Linked DNA regions of Macaca mulatta: region 2 is linked to region 1. Evidence: chromatin contacts called from public Hi-C data. All regions are on one chromosome and are shown on one strand. Each heading gives the region's core, a stretch centred on a gene start, on an enhancer-like site or on the middle of the called end of the contact. The rest is flanking DNA. Distances are from core to core; before and after follow the strand shown. Region 1 holds the start of SRP14 (signal recognition particle 14). Region 2 holds the start of ANKRD63 (ankyrin repeat domain 63).

Region 1 (4,476 bases), core at 963-3,462:
GAACAGTCTGGTGAAAACCCCTGCTGTAGGGCCACCAACACACGAGCACTCTGTGATTGGCGCCGTGTGAATAACCTCTAGCGTGCACGTCCAACCGTTTGGCTTCCCTGGGCCACGTTGAAAGAAGAATTGTAAGAATTGTCCTGGGCCATATGTAAAATACGCTAACACAAATGATAGCTATGAGATAAAAAACTTTTTCAAAAAGGGCCCATGCATAATTTTGGTGGTATCTGCCAATACAGATGAGCCAAAAAAGTCCTCACATTCAAATGGCTGGACACCCATGCAAGAGCCCCGGGCCTTGGCATCACTAGCTCAGAAGCTGAAGTCCTGGTTGCGAGCACCAGATTGACCCACGGTAGGTCAATGCTTGAGCCCCGCTGCTGAGGGCAGGTGAGTGACTCTCTGACCCTTTTATTTAATTATTTATTTATTGCCTCTCACCAAAACCCACACAACAGGGGACTGCAAACAGGTTCAAATCCTGGAGAACCAAAAGCCAATACAGGTTGGCTATACAAGGTCATCAGCCTAGGGCAGGAAGTGGGCAAAGGGCGCTGGCCATTTGGAAGAAAATGTGAAATCAGAGAGTGAACATATTTAAGCCATTAAGTTTGTGAATCTCCTAACTGGGCTCCCCATTTCCTGCCTTGTCTCTCTACAGTCTTCACAACCCAGACAGGGCCATCTTTAAAAAATGGTAAATCCCATTTTCAGTGTTCTCTTGAAAACTTCCTTAACAAGAGTCTTCTCTTTGTATCTAGAACAAAATCCAAATTTACCATGGTCACAGGCCCTACATAATCTGGTTCCCAGCTACCTCTCCATACTCCTTCACTCCTTGCTCCACAAGCCCTCCTCACCCCCACCCGCACCTGTCAGTCTTAGACACAGGGCAACTTGTTTCCCCTTTGGGGGTTTTGCTCTAGCCATTCTCTGTGTCTGAAACACTGTGTCCCTAGATCTTTGGATGGCTGGTCCTTTCAGCTTTCAATTCAAAGCTCTCCTCTTCGACGAGAACTCCTCTGACCCCAGCCCAAAGCAGTCCCCTTCCCACTCATTATACAGCCCTGCTTAGCTGTCTTCACAGAGCTCATTATCTGAAGCTGTACTACTTACTTGTTTGCTTCATTGTTTATTTCCTCCCTGCCCCTTTTAACCCAAGTTCCAGGAAACCAGAAACTTAGCTTGTCTTATCCTGCAGCATCCCCAACCTCTACAACAGTGCCTGGCACAGACTGAGAGGCACTCAGCGAAAACCTCTTGTGTGGTAGAATGCTTGACTTTATAGAGGGCCCAGGGTTCAAGTTGGCTACTGGCAGAGAGGGCTTACAACCCAGTTCTCCTGACTAATCAGAGGTAGAACTAAAAACTGGGCTCCAGCCCCTCTTTTTTTTTTTTTTTTTTTTTTTTTTGAGACGGAGGCTCGCTCTGTAGCCCAGGCTGGAGTGCAGCGGCGCGATCTCGGCTTGCAAGCTCCGCCTCCCGGGTTCACGCCATTCAGCCTCCGGAGTAGCTGGGATTACAGGCGCCCGCCACCACCCCCGGCTCTTTTGTATTTTTAGTAGAGACGGGGTTTCACCGTGTTAGCCAGGATGGTCTCAATCTCCTGACCTCGTGATCCGCCCGCCTCGGCCTCCCAAAGTGCTGGGATTACAGGCGTGAGCCACCGCGCCCGGCCCAGCCCCTCTGGCTACAGCTAAAAGGCAGCGTTTAGGGAGAATTTAAAGGATCTACAGGAACTTATAATGATGACAATAATTAAAAGAACAATAGCTGATACCTACGGAACACGCTCTATGTGCCAGGCACTGTTCTACGTATTTAATCTGAGTTTCATTTACGCTTCACGACCACACTGCGAAGTAGATACTATCATTACCCTCACTTTATGGATAAGGAAACTGAGTCACTGAATTGTTAGGTAACCTGCCCAGCATACAGCTGAACATAAACTATACGCTGCTATCAAAACTTTCTTTTGCTCTCACTCCCTCACCCTGGCTGGGGTGAGAAGTTCTCTCTCAAGCGACGGCCCAGGACAGCCCCAACGCCTCCAGGTCACTGGCCCCCGGACGTCCCAGGGCGCCGGCCAGGATTGGTGGAAGAGAAGAGATTGGTGGAAGACAATGGAAGCGTAGTAGCGGAAGTCCCGCCCAGCCTAGGCCGAACTTCCGGCTCTCACTGCTAGGGGCTTCAGCGGAGGGAGTGGAGCGAAGCGTCGCCGCGATGGTGTTGTTGGAGAGCGAGCAGGTATGGCTAGGCCTGGCCGGCAGAGAGACGGGGGCGGCTCAGGCTTTGGTCGAGACCTCTGCCTCCTTCTGCGGGAGGACCAGGGCCTTGACGCGGCGGGGCGAGGATTTGGGGCTGGCTAACGGGGCCGGGCCTGTTGTTTTTCAGTTCCTGACGGAGCTGACCAGACTTTTCCAGAAGTGCCGGACGTCGGGCAGCGTCTATATCACCTTGAAGAAGTGTAAGCAGCGGGAGGGGAGCCGGGCGATGCTCCCCGGGTGCCCGGTGTCTGGGAGCCACCGGAGTCTGTCTGCCGCGGACCGCCGCCTTCCTCTACCGTCCGTCACTCTGTACTGGGCACATTCGGGGCTTCGGGCCTGGAAAATGATGGGGATTGTAGCGGGCGCAGTCCCCAGCGCTGAGCCGCCTAGGTTGCTTCTGGTAACAATGGGTCCCAAGCAGCCCAGGGCTCTTTGTCAGGGATCCCAAACGCCGCCACTTTGAGTGGGAGTTAACGTGCTTCGCTATTCCATGTTTCCGTCGTGGAAATAATAGTTTCTCCAGGGTTTCGCCAGACCGTGGTAGCAGACGAGGTGTTTAACAGAACTAGAGCAGCGGGGCTGGATTAGGTCATCACTTACCCCCTCCTCTGTTTTAACTGTTTGTCTGCCGCTCAGCCACGTATGCGGCCGTGTTCACCAGGATGCATTTTTCCTTCAGATGACGGTCGAACCAAACCCATTCCAAAGAAAGGTACTGTGGAGGGCTTTGAGCCCGCAGACAACAAGTGTCTGTTAAGAGCTACCGATGGGAAAAAGAAGATCAGCACTGTGGTGAGCTGAGTTCCTAAGGCTATCTTTTGAAATGTAAACACTCGAATTGAAGAGAGGATGGGGCGTTTCTGAACCAGGCTTTAATTTACTTTTCCCTTTTGCCCTGTGTGGCTATTTCTGAGACCAGGACCTTCCTATACTTCAGTAGTAGAAAACTCAAGAATAAAATAAAATGAAGAAGGTAGAGGTCAAACAGTCGTTAGTTCTGCTAAAATTTTTGCGGAAATGAATGAAAGTAGCGTATTCGTCCTTATTCGTAGTACTGTAAGGAGCCGTTGGCATAAATATTTGATTCCTTAGCCCCTTACTGTGTTGGGCCTTCAGTAAGCAGTTTCTTGGCACCAGGTGATGCTATTATTTCCTTATCTTTGTGGTTCACATGGCGAATGTGCAGCTAAATGTTAGGTTTCACACTTGAGAAAATATGCATTTTAGTCAAGAGCCCTAGTCTTTCCTTTCAGTGGAGGTTGAATAATGCAAAGGAAGAGTCTTCTTGAGTTGAGTGAATACTACTTTATTCTGCTGTGGCAGAACCAGACTTACTCTCTAATCACATTAGTGTAGGATACTGACTGCATGAAAATGTAGACTAGACTTAGTTGGTAAGTCTCCCGTGACAAGTTATCTTGAGAGGACTTTTACAGTAAAACAAGCTTATGTGGTTTTTACAAATAAAGTTAGATATCATGAAATAACGAAAACCTAAGGAGTCTTCTTCAGAGGTAGTATTTTGTGGTAGCTTGCATTGTGCTTAAATATGCTTGAATTAATGGAAGGCAGGTTTAAAAATAAGATGGGAAGGGAGTAGTTTAAATATATCTTATATTAATGTATAAAAAATTAATACTGAGAAGTCCTCTGACTTTTCTCAGAACCCAGGGAGAACACTCAGTGCCACCTTTCTAAGGGATTTCAAGAGGTGAGAAACAAAGCTTTTTTTTTTTTTTTTTTTTTTTTGAAGGAGCCTACTGCCTTTCACCTCTTGGTGCAATTCTCATGTGGAAAAAGATGTAGAGCTCCTTTTCTTGTTCTCTAGGCAGAGGAAAGCAGAGTAGAAAAGTAACCATTCATGTATTACGAACCCCTGAAGTTGGGAAGAAGTATTTTAAAGATAAGGATGTTGTCTTTCAGAGGCTTTTGAGATACTGTCTGGGGTGGAGAAGAGGATGCTTATATGGATAATAGGTGTGACCTCTTTTTTCCTTCTCTTTCAGGTGAGCTCCAAGGAAGTGAATAAATTTCAGATGGTGAGTTTTGGGTGTTCCTTATGTCTTCCTTCTCAGGGCAAGAGTCAGCATGATAGTGAACACTGGGTAAGATTGATACTTGGGTTCACTGCTCTCTGGAGATAAGTTTTACTGGTATTTTTCAAGTAAAAGCTGCCAGGGTGTGAATTTCAACGCTAATA
Region 2 (4,707 bases), core at 764-3,263, 240 kb before region 1:
ATGAGAATATGCAGGCTTGGAGCCACAATGCTAGTAAATGCCTTCAAGCTGGGACTTAACGCTGATGTCAGATCTGTGGCCTTTCTATGACACCAGGAAAGAAAACTGGCAGAGCCCTGACCAAACACTTAACAAATGCAAAAAGAGAAAAGGGGGGCTTCATAGTGGGTGCAGGTACACATCACATGCTCCTCACGTGACAGAGGGGAGTGGGAGCCTCTGGTCCATGGCCTGGGTGCCAAATTCAAGGTGGACATCACTGGAGCCTGGGAGCTGGAGAGAGGCAAGGGGCTCAGGGTGCAGGGCCATGAGCCCACTTTGCCACGCCCATCTATGCCCAGTACCTTTCCCCAGGCATCTGCTACTGAAAAGCATCTGCTCAGGCTGAGAACACCATCATTCTTTCCTTATTTCCCCTCTCTGATAGGAAGGGACCCCTTAAAGCAGCCCTCAATAGTGTCCCCTGAAGGTTTATCCTGCTTCCAAGCCTTTGCCTCCAGAACCCGTTTGGAATTACTTTCTTTTTTTTGAGACAGAGTCTGGCTTTGTCACCCAGGCTGGAGTGCAGTGGCGTGATCTTGGCTCACTGCAACCTCCGCCTCCCAGGTTCAAGCGATTCTCCTGCCTCAGCCTCCCAAGTAGCTGGGACTGCAGGCGCGTGCCACCACACCCAGGTAATTTTTGTATTTTTAGTAGAGATGGGGTTTCACCATGTTGGCCAGGATGGTCTCGATCCCTTGAACTCGTGATCCGCCCGTCTCGGCCTCCCAAAGTGTTGGGATTACAAGCGTGAGCCACTGCACCCGGCCTGGGATTCCTTCCTTGGAAATACCCCAGATCCCGCACATCCTTGAAGTCCTATCTTTAGAAGGCCCCAGAGCCCTCTCTTCCCCGCAACTCCATCTTTTCATCCAAGGACTGTGTTGGTAGGTATTTAGCAGATGTATTCAGCCCTCAGAAGACAACGTCCACTTTTTAAGTCCCAGTGTTGTCTTCTTAAGAGGGGGAACGTCTCGCATCCAGAACCGAGCTTCTGCCTCTCTCTTACCGCTGCCGGCAACAAAATGTGCGGCTCATGAAAAGTCTCAGTCAATTCTGCAGCTGATACCTGCTTCACTCCTTTACAAATACCCATTCCAACCTTACTCACTCCCTCCCCACCACCCACACCCAGGCTCTGATGCGCCCTAACTCCGCTCCGCCCAGGCTTGTGTATCATCCCCCTCCTCCAGGACCGAGGGGGACCTGCTGGCCGGAGGGAGAAGGAGATGCAGTGGCTTCTCTAAGCATCTTACAGCAAATGGAACTTGTGCTCGCCTCCTGTCCTTAGGTGCCAGCCAGTGGTCAGAGCCAGAACCCTGTGGCCTGGGGGTTGTTTTGTGCTCAAGGGAGAAGCGAGGGGCAGGGAACCTCGCATGGGTCCCTAGCTTGTTCCAGGGTGGCGGCGCCAGGGAACTCCTAACATGCCCGGGGCACTCCCGGATCCTAAGGAGCCCCTTCCTGGTTTGGGCGTCTACACTCTGCCCGCTCGGCAGCCACCGGGAGTTGGCACGCGGGTGCGTTGTCGGGGTTGGAGACGTCTGAAATTGGAGAGCGCACTCGGCCCCCACCCCTCGTTCCAGGGAGCGTGTGCGGGAGGAACAATTGTGTGTAAGTGCGTGATTCTCTGCACTTCGAGTAGCAGTTTCCAGCCAGGCTGAGCGCCCCCAACCCGCGGGACGTATACCCCCTCCCCCAAGTTACTCCTCATCCGCCTTTCGCTGCCACCCCTAGCTCGCGCGTGGTCTAGTTCTGCGCTCATGGGGTCCCATTTCCTTTCACCCTGGACTGCTGGGGGCAGCTCTCAGTCTTCCCCGACGAGCCCGAGCTCCCGCCAGTTTCTAAGGAGCCGAGGGCACGGACTCGGGTGGGGGCGGAGGGCGGGGAGAGAAGACTGAGACTTTGGGATTGGCCCGGTCGGGTGCATGTGGCCCCCGGCGAGCAGCCCCCGCCCCCGCCCCGCAACCGCCGCCGCATTCCCAGCGGAGCGCGGAGGAGGAGCCGCTCCCCGACTTCGTGGGCCACGAAGGGGTGGGGGTCCGGAGCGGTCTCCCCCGCCCCGTCCGTCTCTGCCCTGACGGGGCAGTCGGCTCCCAGGGCAGCCATTGCCATGGAGACCCCCAAGGCTATAAAGTCAGGTATCCAGGCGGGCGGCAGCTCCCACGCCGCCGAGCCCCCCAAGTAAGGAGCAAGCGCCCCGGCGTGGCCCGGCCCCCGCGAGAGGGGAGGAGGCGGAGGAACGGCGCCAGCAGCTTGAGGAGCGGCGCGCCCCGCCAGGGCTGGAGGCAGGCGTGCACGGCGGGCGCCACCGTCGCTGCGGGGGAGCGGGGGCTGCCCTGGGTGCGGGTGAGTGGCACGGCTCCAAACCACGAGGACTGAGGGGCGCCGGACACGGGGAAAGCGGCGGGAGAGCCGGGAGAGGGTCGAGACTCGGCTGCCGACATCTGGTGGCGGGCCAGGAGCGGAGCCCGGAGTAGCGAGCAATCAACACCTCCAGGCGGGAGGCCCGGGGAAGGAGCGGCGAGACGCCAGGCGTACGGCCCAGCAGCGGCGGGGCAGTCGGAGCCTCCGGGACACCGGAGTAGGAACATCGGGACCGTCGGCTGCAGCCGCCCACGCGCGGAGGGAGAGGTATCACAGCGCGGGCGGAGGCCGGTGCCCCGCGGGGCGCGAGAACAGGGGCGCCCCCGTGCGGAGCTGCCAGGCTGCCCGGGCGCGGCGGTCGGGGCCATGCTCAAACCCAAGGACCTGTGTCCCCGAGCGGGGACGCGCACCTTCCTGGAGGCCATGCAGGCGGGCAAAGTGCACTTGGCCCGCTTCGTGTTGGATGCGCTGGACCGCAGCATCATCGACTGCCGCGCGGAGCAGGGCCGTACGCCGCTCATGGTGGCCGTGGGGCTGCCGGACCCGGCTCTGCGCGCGCGCTTCGTGCGGCTGCTGCTTGAGCAGGGTGCTGCCGTGAACCTGCGGGACGAGCGCGGCCGCACCGCACTCAGTCTGGCGTGCGAGCGAGGCCACCTGGACGCCGTGCAGCTGCTGGTGCAGTTCAGTGGTGACCCCGAGGCGGCCGACTCTGCGGGCAACAGCCCGGTGATGTGGGCGGCGGCCTGCGGCCACGGGGCAGTGCTCGAGTTCCTGGTGCGGTCCTTCCGCCGCCTAGGCCTGCGCCTCGACCGCACCAACCGTGCGGGGCTCACCGCGCTGCAACTGGCTGCCGCCCGCGGCCACGGGACCTGTGTGCAGGCCCTCACCGGGCCCTGGGGCCGCGCCGCCGCCGCAGCCGCGGCCCGGGGCTCCAACTCCGATAGTCCCCCTGGCCACCCCGCCCCCGCGCCCAGCCCCGAGCGTCGACGACCCAGCCCCCGCCGCCTCCCGCGGCCTCTCCTGGCGCGCTTTGCGCGAGCGGCGGGCGGCCACGGCCACGGCGGCGAGGCTGGCTTAGCGGGCAAGAATTCGGGCCGGCACCGGGCGCAGGGCAGTGAACGGCCCGAGCTGGGTCGGAGCATGAGCCTGGCGCTGGGTGCGGTGACCGAGGAGGAGGCGGCCCGCCTGCGGGCTGGGGCCCTGATGGCCCTACCAAACTCGCCCCAGTCTTCGGGGACTGGGCGGTGGCGCTCACAGGAGGTGCTGGAGGGAGCGCCCCCAACCTTAGTGCAAGCCCCCATTGGCCTCAGCCCCCATCCGGAGGGCGGCCCCGGCTCCGGCCGCCTGGGTTTGCGCCGACGCTCCACAGCCCCAGATATCCCCAGCCTGGTCGGTGAGGCGCCAGGGCCCGAGAGTGGCCCGGAGTTAGAGGCCAACGCTCTGCCTGTCTCGGTGCCTGGGCCGAACCCTTGGCAGGCGGGCACCGAGGCTGTGGTGCTGCGTGCTCAGCGGTAAACGGCGCCAAGGCCCGAGGCCTGCTTCCCCCACCCTCCCGTTTTTACTCCACTGGTATTTCTTCCTTATAGGTCCCTCACCTTTTCGGCAGCCGCCCCCCGCAGCCCATTTTGGAACCTGCCTCTCTGCCAAGGCGAGACCTCCACCAGCCCTAAGGGACCTCCATCTTTTTTGTGCTCCTCGGTATTCCCGGCCTAGGTCTAGAAGTGTCGATTGACTGGTTCCGTAGGCTACAGCCAGGAAGGTGGATTCCCCCTCCCCAGCCCTCAAGTTCAGTCCTGGGTCTGCCTAGCCACCTGTCGCTCCTCTCCGGCCCCCCTCCCCTCGCTGGGTTTCCTAACACCCGGGCAGCCAGGCAAATAGAAGGGTCCACCTTGGAGAATAAAGACCCAGCCTCCCCACTCTCTGCCTACTGATGCTGAGAATAATCCCGCAAACTACCAAAGTCTCCTTTCCCTCGAAGTGTGGGAGAAGGAAAGGACCGAGGGGGCCCTAGAGCCTTTCTGGACTGGAGGGTTGAGGAGGAAGGGGTCTGGCTGTTATGTTTTTCTAGGGTAGAAGCTCCTGCCTCAAGACAATGAAACCGTATTTTGGGAGTGGGAGAGTCCCTAGTGTTGAACACCAATTGTCCCTTAAATCAGCTCCTGGGTAACTCCAGCTCCCTCTGTCTCTGCCCCAGGATTCAGCTTCATTGATAATGTGGGGTCACTGCTCCACACAACCCCTACCCAGGCCAAATCCGGGCTCCTGAGCCAGCCCGCTCTTCAGCGCGGGTGCATTTGAATTCCA

What was found. Hi-C and Micro-C count contacts between places; a contact is called where the count stands out from the background.
Region 2: a Hi-C map of CD4 T cells shows a contact between it and region 1, with 12 times the contacts expected there. The contact joins the promoter of ANKRD63 here to the promoter of SRP14 in region 1. A contact is called at or near these places in 6 of 14 Hi-C or Micro-C datasets (CD4 T cells, blood, cortical neurons and 3 more).

What each region holds. Positions count from the first base shown.
Region 1 is chr7:17,355,907-17,360,382 of T2T-MMU8v2.0, reverse strand. It overlaps SRP14 (signal recognition particle 14), which reads left to right and starts at 2,212. Exons shown (of 5, transcript NM_001265919.1): 1 at 2,212-2,256; 2 at 2,404-2,476; 3 at 2,956-3,068; 4 at 4,283-4,315. The coding sequence starts at 2,233.
Region 2 is chr7:17,592,463-17,597,169 of T2T-MMU8v2.0, reverse strand. ANKRD63 (ankyrin repeat domain 63) reads left to right here and starts at 2,013. Exons shown (of 1, transcript XM_015141929.3): 1 at 2,013-4,707. The coding sequence starts at 2,770. The coding sequence ends at 3,918.